Regions from separate parts of the Arachis hypogaea genome. Here region 1 is linked to region 2. A link is a contact called in public Hi-C data. All regions are on one chromosome and are shown on one strand. The core of a region is the stretch at or near the end of the contact, and the rest is flanking DNA. Distances in the headings are between cores, read along the strand shown. Region 1 holds the start of LOC112796887 (brassinosteroid LRR receptor kinase-like). Region 2 holds the start of LOC112796884.

Region 1 (3,977 bases), core at 95-2,594, 170 kb after region 2:
TCTGTCATTTCCACAGTTGAACCCTGATAAACAACAATAAGTAAAGTGAATGTCGAGATTAATAACAGTCAACGAATATTTAACAAATCAAATTTTCTCATAACTTCAAAAGATATTTCCAAAGAACAGCTACAACAATATTAACTTAAAACAAAAAAATGAGGTACAAGCAGTGAAAGGCAGCTCTTCGTGGTTAAAATAAATAAATCATTTTAAAAAAATCCCATAGACATGTCGAAAATTGAAAGAATGTGAAAGAATGCTAGAATTGAAGCTTGTTAGATTTCATGCAGCCAATTCTAAAAACAAGTTGTGTGCTCCAGAAGGTGTTACATCTCTGCCAAAGAAGTTAAGCAATTTTTCTTGTAATCAAACTTGTTAGTAATTCCTGTGATTGTGAATTTACTCGAGTGTTGGATTTCCTCAAGACCTCAGCAGGTTACCAGGCAGAAGTTGTATTTGTGATCATTTTTACGATCTTGATTTCATCGGTATCCTTGAGTTTCATGATATGCTTCTAATTTTCTTTTTATAGTTTAGCTGAGTTCCCTGCATCTGAAGATTTTAGAATTGCTACTAACATTTGAATCCATATATTATGACCCCTCACAACTCACAAGTGCCCAAACAAAGCACAAACCAAGCAGAACTGAGAGAGTAAAAGTCACTTTCATGGCGAGGATTTTCAATAATTAAAAAAAATTAATAAAATCTAAAACATAAGAATATGTTTAATTAACTAACCTTGCAGCAGCACTGAGACCATAAGTGATCATGAATGCAATGAATTTTGTGTTCGCACTGCAGATTTTTATTTTTAAGATTAATTAAGGAGAATTAAATTTATGGAAATTAAAGTAAAATTAATTAGCAATGAAAGTTTACCAAATCTCAGGAGGAATAGCACCTGAAAAGTTGTTAACACTCAAATCCATCTTAAGAACACTTTTTAACTTGCCTATATCTAGTGGAATTTCACCTGAGAATCTGTTTCCATGAAGAAGGAGGATTTCCAAAACACTCTTTAACTTGCCTATATCAAGAGTGTAGCATTCACCAAGATCATTAGGCAAAGATCCAAAGAAAAAGTTGTTGAGCAAAATCAGAATCTTGAGCTTCTTACCAAAACAAAGAGACTTTGGAACTAGTCCTTTGAGCTTGTTTGTTGAAAGATCAAGTTCAGTTAATTTACCATTCTGTCCAAGCCTTGAAGGAATTGAACCAGTGAATTTGTTCTGCCAAAGCTTCAACACTTGCATAATGATGTAATGGTCAACGAATCACGGCACTATTGAAAGAGTACATAATATTGCAAGAAACTTCAAGGTCCTCAAATATTGCAAGAGCCAAGAAAACAGCTTTGAAAAATGAAAGAAAAATAAACTTTTATATAGCTGATGATATTCAAACTGGAAATAATAATAATAATAATAATAATAATAATAATAATAATAATAATAATAATAATTGATCACTAGATAATTATAATTAATCCAAAAGAGAATGAAGGAATAGTGATTTATATATAGCTAATGATGATGAATGGTAAAAATTAGTTAGTTAATGATGGTTTGATCATGTGGACTACTGCTGCTTAAGTAAACAGCTATATAGTTAGTATCCAATTGAATATTGATTGATGATAACGTATTATTATTGTAGCAAGAAATTAAAAGTGATGAATAAGATATCTATATACCCTACTAATCTTTTCCCGGTTTCTTCAGCTGCAACATCACACAAACTCATTAGCATTCTTTCACTACATTTCCAGTTTTTTGTGGTTCCTCATGAGCTCTTAAGTTCAAAGAAAACAAATTGAGTCACCAAGCAGAAGCACCTATTATTTGCCTTATTTTATCAATTTGTTTTAGCATGTTCATTTTAACGTCAGTTTGAATTGACGATTAACTCCCGGAAAAACAACACAGAGCAGCCATTTGAAGCTAATCTAAAAAGGCAAAATAGTTTACCATTCATGGGACACACACAGTCACAAAATCACAAACATAAATCATGTTGAAAATTACTAGTAACTAAAGGTTACACACAGTCAGCACCTTTGTCAATCTCAGCTTGTATCAGATCATAAAGAAAATTAGTCCACCACCCTTCAGATTTGATTATTACAGACATGGTTTGGTTTTTAGCCCTGGAACTTGATATTATATTGAAAGAATGCCATTGAAGATGTGATATTGCTGGTATCTTCATAAATATAACACTTGTAGGCATATACTTTAGCCCTGCAAATCATTTGAAAGAAGCTTTTAAATTTCATATTCTTTGTTCTCATATTTTTTCACTTCTAAAGCTCAATATCAGATTAAATACATGGATCTTTAGGCAGAACTATTTCCACAGCTTTGGATGGGAAAGTTCTAGCCGAAACCATGCAGGTTCTTGGACTCGATTGTATGATGCGGAGCAGTTTGTCGAGGTTGAAAAGAAATAGTCCTCTGAAGACTGTATAGAAGTGCCTATCCCCACCATGGAACAAGAAGAACACTAGAGAGATTGTGTAGAGATGATGTGTATAGTAGAAGATTTCAAACTTCATCCTTCTGATTTGTGGAAGTGAAGTGACATAGATAACTAGCTCGGTGACAAGTGTAATCACTCCTGCGAGGTATATTCGTCCTGTGTTTTGCCACTTCCAAATCTGTTTGAAGATCATGAACAAAAAATTAAAAGGAGAGTACTAATCATTACTACAATTAAAAGAAAATTGAAAATTTTGAAGAGTTTGGGCTTCACTTTTTTCTGTATATGGTGGCTGACACCCCAAACAAAGCAAGTGCTTGCACCGTGTATTGCAGCGAAAAATATCATTGCAGTTCCAAGCCAGGTGTGATATCTAACTGAAGCTTCAAATTGGATCCCGAGTATCCAAAACAGAGCCAATCCCCTTAAGATAGGAAGAAGAAGCAACGCAAGGCAGGCTTCGGCTAGCAACCCGAACCGGGTTGCTTAAAATGAGCAAAATCTCTTGAAATGCAAAACTAAAGAAAACAAAAGCTCAAATAGAAATACAAGTGTTCAACTACAAACCACTACCAGTAGCCTTCATGATTGCATTGCTAATAAATGGTACTTTCAAACACATTGCAGCTATCACCTGTACCATAAGCTAATTAGGATAATTGTCTCACATTATAGAAGTACAGAATACATAAACTGATTAAATACAAGCATGCCATTTATTCTATATTTCGGTTGCATGTTACTTAGCAACTTTTCATGCTTGGTAAAATGCTAGATTGAAACTAAGCACTAGACACATTATCTTTAAATGTTAAGAATAGCAATATCATATATAACAAGAATCCTAAACACTATTTTTTTCCCTTATGGAGAAACGATTTATCATCAACCTAAAATTAAACAGGGTAAAGACAGAAAAAATGTGATAATTTTAATCTTATGAGTAGTTACTCACTGATGGAGGAGTAGCATCCAGTGAAGGAAAATGAGATTTTGGGATAATAAGAGAATGCCTGGTAAACAAAGTGCATGTTAGTTGACAAAACAATGATATGCAGAATAGTTGAAAAGGTAAATTTATTGCCTTATTGGATCATGAATTTCAAGTACAAATGATTACCGAATCCTAGAAAACTGTTAACTCTCGGTGGACTTGAGATGATAATTGATGAGGTCCTTGAACTTCGGCATGAGATAATGATAAATATTGATAATTGAAAGTGAAAACAGCCACTAAAGTGATTGAATGGAACTTGATATTACCTGCTTCTTTGATTTGCTAGTAACTAAAGGTCACACACAGTCACAAACAAAATAGGTTGAATAGATAAGCAGAAACACAATTTTGCTAATACTCCAAACGCAAAACTACCGAGGAGAAGCATTACTAGAGAAGAAGCCATTAACTGAATTAAATTTCTATTCTAGACAACATTTATCAAGCTCATATTAACAACGTTCAGCAATCCAGATTAACAATCTAAACATTTTTC
Region 2 (4,452 bases), core at 1,701-4,200:
TACGCGTGAGTCATGCGTCCGCGTGATCATGCGCTCACGCGCATGCATGGCTACTCGCGCATGCGTCGTTAAAATGCCACGCCATGCGTACGCGTGGGCTACGTGTACGTGTGGGTGGACGTTTTCTCAAATTTGGCAGAATGCCCAGAAAGCTGCTTCAAACCAGTTTTTGGTACCTTGCAACACAGTTTTATACACCAAACTTCTGTCGTCCATAACTTTCTCTACAAAATTCCGTTTTTCATAAAATTGATATCATTCAAAAGCTTGTAAAACCATCTTTCATTTGAAACAAACCACAGTTCCATCCAAAATTTGAGGAACAAGTTATGAACTTCCAAACTTCACTAAAATTCACTTTTATCAAATCACACCCAAACCTCATTTTTGCCAAAACCACATTTTCGTTTCAAACCTCATCTTCACCCAATTTAGCATATCACAACCATCAACATAATCAACCCTTAACCATAACACAATAATTCTAACAACCTAGCTCAATAACATCATATTTCTTCCACTTTACCAATTTAGCCACAAACCACATAGTACTACACATACTAATTCTTACCATTTTCATACAATCCTTCAATCCTCATTACAATACTAATTTATCAAGTTAATACCAACAAGTCCAAATTATACCACTTACTATCTCAACCACACCTTTACCTTGCCATAATCTTCACCATCATACAAGCATATACACATACATACATTTAATTCCCATTATTAATTACTCAACACCATATCATATCAATTTATTCATCAACATCACAAACACTAACCATTTAACATAACAAAGCTTTTCAACCTATCTTATAATATTCTAGCCTAAGTTTTCACACAACCTTATATATTAAACGCGCGAAACCTAAACTATACCTTGGCCGCTTTTATTTATTGTCCAAAGCAACACTTAAGCCATGCTCGCAGCTCCTCAATTCATAAGATCACCAAGACTTGACACCAATCCAAGGCCTCTAATGTCCACAACATCAAATTCCACTTACAAACACACCACCTAATATAAATATACAACATATATATATATATATATATATATATATATATATATATATATATATATATATATATATATATATACCCAACTCAATATCCATTACCCAAATTCAAAAATTAGATAGGGCTATGGTTTCCTCACCTTATCCATTGATGATTGGAGTATAATCCAACAATTATCCAATGTTAGATTGCACCTAAACCACCAAAATCATCAAAATCACTCAAGGCTCAAGCCAATTTCGCACATAAAGGGGAAACAGAATACTGGACATGAATTTGAGAAATACATACCTTTTTGTTTGGATAGAATTGAAGAGGACTCCGAGATGAACGCGTGGCCGTAAATGGCTCGTCAATCGGAGCTCCGAATCGAAAGTTATCTTGGTTTGAAGTTCAACCTAGGTTATGTTCTTTCTCTCTTCTCCTCACCGCGTCTCCCTTCTTTCCCAATGAAATCAGATGGTTTGTAGCTAAAAGGGGGTGAAAGGGGTTATATGGGTTGGGCTGAATTGTGCCTTGGGCACATTTTAGGTTCTGTTCGGCCTAATTGGGCCGAATCTTTTAAAATTGGTATCAAAATTCTCGTTTTGAAGAGGTTTATCCTATTTTGATATTAGTTTTTTAATACTCACTGTTAGTGTTTTGTTTTTCATTTGTTGATGATTATTAATTAAGTGATGTGTTGCTGTTTTGTTTTTTTTTACTTTGTGCTTGAGTTAATTGGATGCTCTGTCGGTGCTTAGTGCTTGTTCTTGGTTGATTGGCTTTGCTCACTACTCTGGCTTGTTCTAGCCTATTCTTGATTAATTAACTCTGTTACTGGCTTATTGATTGATGCTAAATTGGTACTGATAAAAAGTTACTGGCTTGTTCTTGGCTTTTTTGTCTGTTGTTAAGTTTCTTGATTTTGTGCTCATTACCTCATTCAGTGCCTTTTTTTGTTGTTAATCGCTATGCTGAACTTGTTAATCAGTGGCTTATTGATTGATGCTAAATTGGCACTGATAAACTGTTACTGGCTTGTTCTTGACTTTTTTTATCTGTTGTTAAATTTTGTTAAAGTTTCTTGATCTTGTGCTCATTACCTCATTCAGGGCTTTTTTTGTTGTTAATCATTGTGTTGAGCTTGTTAAAATTGGGTTAAAAACTTTATTAATCTTTGTTAAAGTATGTTAAAAACTCTGTTGCTAATGGTGGAAATTTGTATATTGTTGAATGCTGTAGGCGGAATTTGAATGTCTCTGAAGTACTTGGATTATTGAATTTGAATGTCTCTGAAATCTAAAGTAGTGATTTGTGATTTTGAATATCTCTGATTACTTGATTATTGATTTGTGTTTTGAATATGAAATTTGTGATAATGTTTATTGAAATTTTGTACATTTTCATTGCTAAACTCTTCAACTATGGATTGTATTATATGCTGCTAGATTTGAACTCATCAAAGTTGCTTGACGTAATAATTCATCTCTACATGTTGCTTGACGTATTCTAAAATCGATTGAAAGGCACTGTTGTATCATGTCTTGCCTATTTATTAAGTATATTAGTATATTTTGTAATATTAATGTATTTATGTGATTAATTCCTATATTAAGGAGATAGATTCACCATTAGGATCAGAAGGTTTGTTCAATTTGTTTGATCTTTTTTAATTCTTTACATTAGGAAAGAGATGAAAGATATATTGTTGGCTAAATGATATAGTTGTTATGAGACAAAAAATAGGTTGAGTTATAATTTTGGATATTTATTTATAATTTACTTATTATTTTATTCTAAAACAATTTTTTTAGTTGAACCACGATTAAACTAGTTAAACTAATAAACCAATAAATTAGTGACTAAAACGGTTCAATGATCGATCCGATTCTCAAAACCTTCGAAGAATCCAAATTAGATCAAATTTTTTTTAAATCCCTTAAAACCGTCGTTTTGAATTTTCGTAGAAAAAAAAAAAAATCCCTGATCCAGCGAAGGATCCCCCTCAACCCACTCTCACTCTCTCACTCTGAAACGGCTGCTTCGCTTGCTCAAAGAAAGAGAAGTGGTGAGAAACCCTAGCCTCCATTGCCACCGCCGTTCCGCCGTTCTTCGCCAGCGTCTTTTCTACGCGGCACCAGCTTCTTTGCCTGGTCCAGCACGCTTCGTCGTCCGTCGCCAGGTCCACTTCGTCGCGTGCCAGCCTCTTTGCCTGGTCCAGCCTTGTCGTCCGTCGCGTTGCCAGGTCCAGCTTCGTCGCCCCTCGCGTGCTTGTCGCCCCTCGCGTGCTCGTCGCTGGCAGTCTCCCCATCCCTCATATTCTGCAAGTTCTCGGCGTTGTAAACATAAGGAGAAGGACTGCTGCAGTGTCGCCAGCTTCTCCGTGTCACATTCTTGCTCCTCCTTCATACTCTGTTCGTTGGAAGACCACCGAAGGTTACTTAATATTTCTTGCTTAATTTTTTCGTTTTTAATCTGTTCATAAAAAAATGTGATTTGGTTAATTTAGTTTTTAATGTGTTCAGAATGATTTAGTTAAAAACAATTAGTTAATTTTGTCAATGTGATAGTTTGATTAGATTTTAGAGAATTGACTCTGTTCGATTTGATTGTTAATTGCTAATAGACTCTGTTAGAATTGATTGTTAATTGCCTAATTGTTGATTGTTAATAGGCTCCGTTGCTGCAGTGTGATTTTTAATTGCCTAAGTGGCATCGAGGAAGAAAATGAGTGAAAATAATAGAAAAGGAAGAAAGAAAGGTTGAGATATAGATTATGAGATAAAGGGAATCCCAAAATAAATTGTGATGACTAAAAGTATATATTTATTGCTAAATGCTAAAAAGGGATATATAGTGATGATGGTGATGTCTAATTGAGAGCATTAGATACTCAATACAAGTCTAAGAAGCATGTCCCTTTTCAAAAAGTCCCTTACCTGTTAACGACTTAAAATCCAACAACAGGAAGCCAATAACAGATACTTTCCCACTTATTAATTTGTTATTTTCAGTAAAATCAAATTCCCTAAATTCTCATCAACAACCATTCAACCTATAATCACAAACACCATGGAACCATTAATTTAAAAGCTTTAATTTGTATGAATCTAAAGCTAATGAACTATAGAAGTAGAATTTAATGTCGAGTTGACTTGCGTTGCTCATGTTGCACTTTTCAGTTAGCAGGTTAGTGAACTGCCTCCACGAAAATAAAGGGTTCTGTGATGTAGTGATTCGTGGCGCACCAAAATATTACTCATTTTATAGTCAAATACAATTCACTTACCACTACATGTTTTTGGTTCAATGCATTAACTCTCAAAGGACTTGTACAATGCTTTTAGGTAGAAATATTAAAGAAAAGTCTTCGTTTAAAGTTTAGTGGAATGAATAACAGCACGATCAGCACTTACTACTACTTTGAATTCAACCCAAAAAATG

What was found. Hi-C and Micro-C count contacts between places; a contact is called where the count stands out from the background.
Region 1: a Hi-C map of leaf shows a contact between it and region 2, with 3 times the contacts expected there. The contact joins the promoter of LOC112796887 here to the promoter of LOC112796884 in region 2. A contact is called at or near these places in 3 of 8 Hi-C or Micro-C datasets (all in leaf).

Annotation. Positions count from the first base shown.
Region 1 is chr4:81,367,994-81,371,970 of arahy.Tifrunner.gnm2.J5K5, forward strand. LOC112796887 (brassinosteroid LRR receptor kinase-like) reads right to left here and starts at 1,345. Exons shown (of 6, transcript XM_072235665.1): 1 at 1,124-1,345; 2 at 886-1,033; 3 at 745-801; 4 at 1-23. The coding sequence starts at 1,259. The coding sequence ends at 5.
Region 2 is chr4:81,193,347-81,197,798 of arahy.Tifrunner.gnm2.J5K5, forward strand. LOC112796884 reads left to right here and starts at 2,951. Exons shown (of 16, transcript XM_072235666.1): 1 at 2,951-3,444.